3 separate regions of the Zea mays genome follow, and all the other regions are linked to region 1. A link is a contact called in public Hi-C data. All regions are on one chromosome and are shown on one strand. Each heading gives the region's core, a stretch centred on a gene start, on an enhancer-like site or on the middle of the called end of the contact. The rest is flanking DNA. Distances are from core to core; before and after follow the strand shown. Region 1 has its middle 16 kb from the start of LOC103653306. Region 2 holds the start of LOC103653308 (QWRF motif-containing protein 4). Region 3 holds the start of LOC732827 (wound responsive protein-like).

Region 1 (2,812 bases), core at 176-2,675:
CTGAGCCGCGCCGCCCCCCTTTTATACACAGAGCGCGACGCTTCGGGAAGCTCGCAGTCCAACAGTACCGCGTCCGTCAACGGTCATATCAAAACCCCCCGCGGAACCACTTCGAGTGAGGGCAGCGTCTCCACCATCTAGTGACGTCTTCGACACCAGATGACTCAGTCGAACTGGTCCCTCGGAGGGAAAATGTTGGGGCGAAGGCGAAGACGCTACCCTTCGCTCCAGGCCTTCGTCAACTCGCTGCACCGACAGAGGCAAGATGACCGGCACGGCCCACCCTTCGTCCTCTTCACTGCAAGACGAAGGCCTACGACGAAGTCTCTCCATCCCACGTCCTCACCCGACCTGGAGGCCCACGTGGGATTCGGCCCATTGTAACAGGCCCCGCATGGACAGGTGTGTTACGAGCCGGATTTGTAATAGCTTTTCTGTAATGACAGTCTGTAACCCTCCCTTATGGGAATATTCTGGGGATAATCCAGGTGTCTGAGGGCATAAGCGTCCTTACATCGGGATGTTGGGCGCTCGGGCACCTATAAATACCCCCGTACAGTGCCCTTGAGAGGCTAGATTAACAGAGCAATTGCCATCTCGAGTTAAACCTTACTTGCATCCTTTCCACTCCCCCGTTAGATCAACTTGCCCAGGAGAGCAAGTCCCAACACTTGGCAAACTCTTGGTTCTACTTGATATCGAGTTGGGCGCAGATAGTTAAGGGAAAGAAGTCGTATGGGTTAGGGAAGACCTCTGTCGGACTCGTATCTGCATTGGACTCAGTCGGTCGAGTTGTGCCAGGACAGGATTTGTCTAGAACGGTGTTGGAGTTGAGTTTGCTCTCGCCGACATGGTGCAGTATGGGTGGGAGGAAGGGGATGACAAGGGTTTCCCACTCGCCAGCCAACTGTGAGGGAGAACCGTGCATGAGTGAGTTCTGACACATAGGGCCAGACTGCCAATGTGTCACCGGGAGAGGACGCCGGCGCCGTTGTGCTAATTGGGCTGAAAGCTAGTGGGCCGAGTTCAGTCTTTGTTCCAATTCCTTTCTATTTTTTTTGCAGATTTAAATTCTAAAGGCTAAATTAATAAATCAAATCAAATTATAACCAAATAAATTGGGACTTAATTCACACAAAACAAATGCAATGGCATAAACGCATCACTTAAGTTTGAGCATATGATTTTATATATTTTAATTCTAGAAGATAATCAATATCTTTCCTATAAATTAATTAAAAGACATATAAATTAAAATAGTTTTTTTAGATTTAAAAATTAGGGTGTTATTACCCAATGCAGAATGCAGAGGTTCAATCGCTCGGATGTTTCCTGTTTATTGTCTCTAGCCCACTGGTGTGGGCCATGTGGCGGCCCAGCAAAAGGGAGAGGTCCGGTCGCGTCTGCCTTCATCGTGGCCTGGATCAGGACTCAGTATCCGTTCGATGGTTTATTCAGCCCGTTTGATCGGGGACCGCACGCACAGGCCGGAGCAGGATCCCGGGCGATTCCAGATCCCACCCGCCAGCCACACGATATTTGTCATTATTATCGCCCCGAATCCGCGGATAAGACCCAGCCAGCGCGGCCGGCCGCCGTCTTCCTGGTTTCCTTTCGCAATCGGCATGCACATCAGCACATGCACGCACCCCACCGTCCATGCCGATAAAGCAGCAGCGCCTTGCGGCAACCCACTGGGCCGTGGTGCTATAGTCCGAGATCCAATTGGAGCCACAGATTCCTGATCCGCTTGCTTGATTGCTCCTCGCCGAATAGTGACGCGACCGATGTTATTTTCTACTTCAAATGGTGTGAATGACGTGACCGGCGACGGCGACGGCGACCGGTCCATTTCATCCGTGTTTCCAGATATTTTCCAGACACACATTTACCCCCTTATATTTTCCAAACACGCCAAGCTTCTCACGGACCTCATCGTATGGTCCAAACCTCGCAACTAATAGTTAACAACTAAAATTAGTTAAGAGGTTTAGAATAAGTCCATCAATAGACCATGTAATTATTAACTACACCTCTCAAATATTTATTGGTTGTTAGTTGCTCTAACCTAGCTAAAACTAGATAGCAACTTACTAGCTGATCAATAATTAGCTCTAGAGGTTTAGAACATGATCTAAATATATGTTTGAGGGTTAACAAACTTGTACTCTCCTATAATAATAATAGATAATAAAGCAAGAGTTTGTATAAATAATTCTCTTGTCTTTTTTTATTTGTGCCGTGACAAAACGAGAACGAAGAATGAGTCTTCTATATATCTTTCTCGCGCCTTCGTTGCTGATGATAGGATTCGAGGTTCACATTTATGATCTACCATGATGTTATGGTCCAACAAGTCATTAACATGATCCTATTCAACATTGTTGCATATCTGATCTACATCAGCTCTCTATATCAAAGACGGCAGGTCGCCGGACCTTATCAAATTGTCCTATGTGACAGGTTATTCCTTCGTCCGTTGAATCAAAAAAGCATGGCATATCATTCTTGATCTACTTTAAACCCATAATTTAGTGGCAACGACTCCTATGCAAGCAGTCATTCTGTGCAAGCATGCAAGCAAACCATCTGATCCATTAGATCGTGATCTAATCGTGGGTCACATTTGACACTTAAACCCTTCCACCACCAGCTCAATAATCTTTATAAAAAAAACCCCTAACAAACCATGGTCGTATTTGTGGTTGGATCGTAATCTAATGGATCAGATGGTTTGCTTGCACGCTTGCACAGAAAGACTGCTTGTATAGCAGTCGTTGCCTAATTTAGTAGATATGTTTAATCTAGATTG
Region 2 (2,988 bases), core at 86-2,585, 200 kb before region 1:
GAGTGAGCGACTGAGCGGCCGCGGCTGGGGAGTGGGGACTGGGAAGTGGGGGCCGGGGGCGGGTTACACTGCTGGCCGGCTGCTGGGTGGGCCGTGCCGGCGCCGTGCCAGCCCAATTTACCGTGCCGTGCCTGGGCCGACCCTACGGGCCCAAGTGGTGGCCCAGGCACGGCACTAAGAACGGGCCGTGCCCGGCACTGGCACTAAAAGGTCCGTGCCGTGCCGTGCCAGTGCCGTGCTTTTTAGTGCCGTGCCAGTGCCGGCCCGTCGTGTTAGTGCCATTTGGCCAACTATATGCCGACCAATTCAAGCCGTGTTCCTCGCTTCGCTTCGCATGGCGTCCTCTTCGCGCTGCTGTGCTGTACCAAGCCAGTAACCGTATCGTACCGTACGGCGCCTTTACATCGAATCCTTTGCGCCCAAGTCAAGCGTCCCTTTCCGTGCGATTGGGCATTTTGATTCACCGTGGGGGTGCGTCCAGGTTGATAGCGCCGGTCGCTTCAGATCCAGAAACGCGCGCATGGTGTGGCGGCGCGCTGGACTTGGAGAACGGCTCAACTCGAAGCCAATTTGGCTACATTTTTATAATACTAGTTTATTTATCGTGGGCCGCTGCTACCAACGTGCCGGTAACTCTTCATGTCTATCTATCTTGCTTGTTTCTTGGACTATTTTTCAGCTATATATGTTTCCTCCGGTTTTTTTTTTCTAAACCACGGAGGCTTGGATTTTGTGGGCTTGTCTCATTGTCTGCGTAGAACCAACAATGCTGAAGTGTTACTGAACCATCCATGTGTTCCCCTGCTGCTTCGAAGCTGTATATTATTACTACCGCTCCATCATGTGTCGCTGTCGGCCGCAAAGATTTCCATGATGGATTCCATCATCCATGCAGGTAGCCGGTAGCGTCGTCGCAGCCGGCGAGTATGAGCAGCAGGAAACGCCGCGCTTGATTCCGTCCGTCCGAGCTAGCACACTAGCAGTACCTTCAGTCACGGGAAATTCACACGGCAGTGCATGTGTCCACTGCCCTCCATCTCGCCATGGCTGTGACCTGTGAGCCCCACGTTGCGCTAGCTAGAGAGCCTTCTTCTTCTTCCCCCAGGGGACCGTTGCGGACCAGTCCACGGCATGACGGCAACGGCATCCCCGTGACGAGAGCGACTCGTTACAGTAGCAACAAACCGGCCGGAGGGTTTCCTAACCCATAGGCCATAGCCGAATGCGCGCGCGCGCGTGACCGCGGCACTTGGCTGTCGCCATCGGGCATGCACCGGCCGCCGGTGGCCAGAGCGTGCGCCGTCGTCGCTGTAGCGCTCGCTTCCCCGAGTGGGGGGTCCGGGTCCGGGTTCTTGGCCCCGCTCGCGACGTGGTGTGGTGGGGGACTGGGTTTTGCTCCTTCTCTAGTCCGTCCGAGATGGTTAACGCTAGCTTCTATCTTGGCTGATTATCCCGGTGGTTGGATCCGTGTCTCTGTCTTTTCCGGTAGTCCCCGCGTGGCGTGGCCTTGCCGTGGCACTGGCAGTGGCGGACGGGCGCGCGTACCTTGATGAGAGCCACACCGATGTGGGTGGTGCGTGCTACTACTGCTGCCTCTCTGGCGCGCGGCTATTCCATTCTCCTTCGTCGTCATCGTCATGGAATCCATCATGAAGGCTGAGCGGAGCAAGGCTGCTGCTGCCGCACAGAGGCGGCCGCTGGCGCCGTCCGAGAAGAACAATGCAGCAGCCCCCGCCGGTCGGAGAACAGAGAGCCCTTCGAGGTTCAAGCCCGTGTCGGTGTCGCCGGCGGCTCCTGCAGCGAGGCGGTGCGGTTCTCCGAGCCCCGGCCCCGCCTCTGCGGACGGCGGCTCGGCGACGTGCAACGGAGCGCGGTCGGCTGCCGCGCCTTCTCCTGCGCCGTCCTCTCGGCTGAAGCCCTCGGCCGCGGCGAGGTCCGCGTCTGCCGTGTCTCCACGTGACGCGGCCGCCGATGGACACGGCACTCCACCCCGTGCAAGGAAGGGCAAAGACTCCGACCGCCCGTGGGCGTCGGCGCGGAGCTCGTGCTCGTCTCCCCTGCTTCGACCAGAGGCAGAGCACGGGCAGTCCCCTGCCACTGCCAGTAAGGTAGACAGGCTAGTCCGTGGCCTACCTTCAGAGCCGGTGGTCAGACTGAGGCCAGGAGCTGTGGCTGAGAGGAAGACGAGCACGAGCCCTCGACCTCGTGGAAGGAGCACGAGCAAGAACAACACCGGCGACCAAAGCCAACACGAGAATGCTCGCCCTCCGGAGTCCCCTGCCAACAGTGTCGCCCTCGCCGATAAACACTGGTGGCCGGGGATGATGGCTGGCCTCTCTTCGACAACCGCCGCTTCTGCGGAAAAGGCTAGCAGGTCTGACGCCTCTTCGTCATCAGATGCTTCAGCAGGACGTTCTCCTCCAAGGAGGACGCGTCCATGTGAAGGCGCAGCAACCGGCAAGAGCGTGAAGCGGGGACCATCGAACGAGACGGCGCAGATCGTTCACCGGAGAAGGAAAGACAAGGCGGCGGACTCCAGCAGCGACGCCTCCTCGCAGATGTCGGAGAGCTCTAAACCCACCTGCCGCCCGATCAAGCAGGCCGTTTCTCTGCCCGTTCCAGCTCTGCGCCGGTCCTCGTCTACTACCTCCCGGTCCTGCCAGACCCCGTCGCGGATGAGGCCGTCAGCAGCAGCTTGCCAATCGAAATGCGCGTCTTCGGCTGCTCGAACGGTTGTCGAACAGCCTGCTTTTAGCTACATCATCGCTGATGCGCGGAAAGGGAAGAAGAACGCATGCCAGATTGAGAACGTACACCAGCTCCGTCTGCTGAGCAGTAGGTATCTGCAGTGGCGCTTCGTGAATGCACATTCAGAAGAGACACTGTCCCATAGAAATAGTGTTGAGGTAACTTTGGCAACGTCGCATCTTACGTTACCTATGTTCATGATATATATATTTTTGCATCATATAATCAGTCAGTATGCAC
Region 3 (2,938 bases), core at 34-2,533, 210 kb after region 1:
TCATCACTCGCGCGTTACCGAGGAGGCAGCGCAGGGTATCAATACTATATGCACTACAGACATTATGGCGCTCGGAGATCACCCTGGCGTTACATGTAGTAGTTACTTCCTTCCATTTTGCCTCTGGGCCCACATGTCGGGGCTCAGTATACTTGTACGTGCCCCCCTTGAGCTATAAAAGGGATAGCACACGACGTTACAAGGCAGACCCAACTTAGGCTCAAGCTCACTTAGACACTCAGTCTCACAAGTTCATACAAGCTCTCAAGCTCAATACAACACACAGTGGAGTAGGGTATTACGCTCCAGCGGCCCGAACCACTTTAAACCCTTGTGTGTTCTTGTGTTCTTCCCGATTCCATCTAGCAGGCAAAACGCTTAGGCCCCTCCTCATCTAAGGATTTAGGCGGGTGCATTCCGCCACCCGGTCGGAGAATTTCCTCTCCGACAGTGATGTTGAACTATATGTGAATGTGTTTTGTGGTTGTGAATATCATTTTTGTAAATGTAAATGTGTGTTGCAAATGGGAATGTGAATGTGTGAATGTGGATCTGTATGAATCTGGATGAATTGTATGAATTAACAAAAAAAAAGCGCGGAGAATTTTTATCTCCCTAGAACTTATTATTTCCGACGGCTTAAATGTGGTCGTTAGACTTAAAGAGTTGTTACTTCCGACGACTAACTGGAAGTGGTCGGACTTGAATGCATTATGTCCAACGGCTTCGTGGTGACCATAGGAATGTAGGATATAAGATAGATGGGGTCCACCGGACGTCGTCAACAGAGTTATGCGGGTTAACTATAGAAGGCCACTAACTGTCGCCATCGAAAATAATCTTATTTTTGACCGTTTAAAATCGGTGAGTCATTACCATTGAAAATAAGGTCTAAGATGTTGAAAATAAGTTATGTCTGACGGGTTAGACCTTATTTTCAATAACAATAACCGTCAGAAGTTTATAGGTTATTGTAGTCTTTGTTAGTTTGACAGATTATAAATCTGACATATCTTACTGTCTATCTATATCTCTTAGACTATCTGTAGTAGTTTATCTAAAGTTTATCAAAAAATACTATTTGTTACTGTTCTGTATTGTATACTGTAGTGTTGGTGGAGTTGAGTTTGAATATGGATAACAACGTACGGTTAATTTGTGCCGGAGAGACTATTTGGTAGCGATTGCTCGCCCACCCCTTCTATTCCACTCTCTTCTAGATAATAATAATAAAGCGAAAGGTTATCCCACCTCTTTTCTATTCTTTTTTCCGCCCGAAGACAACGTAACAAACCAACGATAATCCTCCCTCTTGCTACAAAAAAGGAAAAAAAAACATCAATAATAATCCACTGCGGTCGCTCGTCCTCCTCCCAACCTCCTCCCAAGTTGCCTCGTGCTCTGCTTCTTCGGTTTTCAGGAGCGTCGGCCATTGCTGCTGGAAAAGCAGACCATTGGGACTCCCTCGTGCGTTTTCCAAATCAGGTTCGTTCTTGACGCGGTCTGCGATCCGATTGTTTCGGCTCCCTTGCACACCATTGGGACTCGTTACCCATCTCGTGGACTCTTCTGTTTCTTCTCCTTTTCTCCCCCCGTTTATTGGACCAGCGGCGGCTTGCTCCTCTTCGTGTAACGGGATTTGGTTTTCTGCGGATGAGTGTTTATTGTTCGATGCGGAGCTTCGATCTGGATTCGTGCTTGTCCTCTTGGTCTCTGCTCGCTTTGTAATGCTTGGGTACGGTGCGCTGAAGGTGTTTGGGGGGTATGATTGTTGTTGCACCTGAATAACTGAGGTGGGTGTGGCGCGAACTTGGGGGTGTCTTCTCTTTGGCGATCAGTGCAATCGAATGGTCAGTTGAGTTAGATAGTTTTTACATCGGCGTTGATGGACTTGCATAATTATGTGCGAATCATGGGATCATTAACTTGGTATAAGGGGACGATCAGTGATATGTGAAGCTGTCATGTTTAGGTGCTTGATTCAGCAAAGTGGTTAGGCATCCGACGCTACGTTTTGGGGATTGAGATGCAAAATAAAGTTCAGCACTTAACTATGGATCAAGGGTTGTAGAGCGCAACCCAGCTCTTCTGAATCCAAACTGTAGGTTGATACGTCGGTGCCATGAAACTGAAAACCGATAGTTGTGGCATAGGCTCAGGGCAAGAATCATTTTTTTTTTCATTTTCTGACTTTTCCGTAACTATAGGTCACACGATGATTATTTTCTCCGCGACATTATCCGGGTATTACCGTGACAGATATTTTTATTGGCTCCATTTCTGCCATGTAGTCAGGTTGATGGCGATGGAGGGACCAGTTTTATGCCGCCCTGCAATGCAAGCCAAATCGCCTGCTGCTGCGCTGGTCAACAACTCCCTGACCAGATTCGGGCAGCTTGGGACCATTTCAAAATACAGGAACGTTTCAAGATTCATTTCTCCCATCTCTCAGCCATCTACGAAGAACATAGGTCCATGCTGTAGCTTCAGCTCGTCTTCTGATGGCAATGGATACATGGCTGGAAACTTTAGCGACAGTGATGAAGATTATGTTAATTCTACTGTGCTAGAAGCAGGTAATTCTTCACACAAGGTGGTCAGCTTTTATATGGAGAATGCCGTGCTACATTCAAGTTTTAATTAGGCTTTATTTATTTGCTTTTCTGGACTTGATTTTCCTATCTCATCAGTTGCTTGACTTTCTATGTTCCACTTGTTTATCACAAGTATCTTACTACGTGAATGAAAAATCTGAATGGTTTCCATTGCAGGTTTGTAATTTATCTTATAACTGTACTGATATTGTGCCTCTGTTGCAACCTGTTTGTGTATTATATCATCATTTGGTACCAGGCATTAGTTGCTTCAATATATGCAAATTGCACAGTAGAAAATTTGAATCAAAATCATGCTTAAACTCGACACAAATTGAATTATA

What was found. A called contact is a pair of places that touch in the nucleus more often than the background predicts.
Region 2: a contact with region 1 is called in a Hi-C map of tassel, with 3 times the contacts expected there. The contact joins the promoter of LOC103653308 here to the enhancer-like site in region 1. A contact is called at or near these places in 3 of 25 Hi-C or Micro-C datasets (ear, leaf and tassel).
Region 3: a contact with region 1 is called in a Hi-C map of leaf, with 6 times the contacts expected there. The contact joins the promoter of LOC732827 here to the enhancer-like site in region 1. A contact is called at or near these places in 11 of 25 Hi-C or Micro-C datasets (bundle sheath, ear, endosperm and 4 more) and 2 of 3 datasets of contacts at active chromatin or transcription factors (leaf and seedling).

The regions. Positions count from the first base shown.
Region 1 is chr4:62,484,839-62,487,650 of Zm-B73-REFERENCE-NAM-5.0, reverse strand. No RefSeq gene overlaps it. Among protein-coding and RNA genes, the nearest start is that of LOC103653306, 16 kb to the left of the region's middle. Within about 2 kb of position 1,425, at least 17 of the 20 cell types and tissues checked have an H3K27ac peak or open chromatin away from gene starts, as enhancers often do. A contact at or near this core is called in bundle sheath, ear, endosperm and 3 more, where this site is marked.
Region 2 is chr4:62,683,076-62,686,063 of Zm-B73-REFERENCE-NAM-5.0, reverse strand. It overlaps LOC103653308 (QWRF motif-containing protein 4), which reads left to right and starts at 1,335. Exons shown (of 6, transcript XM_008680245.3): 1 at 1,335-2,906. The coding sequence starts at 1,638.
Region 3 is chr4:62,275,291-62,278,228 of Zm-B73-REFERENCE-NAM-5.0, reverse strand. LOC732827 (wound responsive protein-like) reads left to right here and starts at 1,283. Exons shown (of 11, transcript NM_001112438.2): 1 at 1,283-1,485; 2 at 2,292-2,576. The coding sequence starts at 2,300.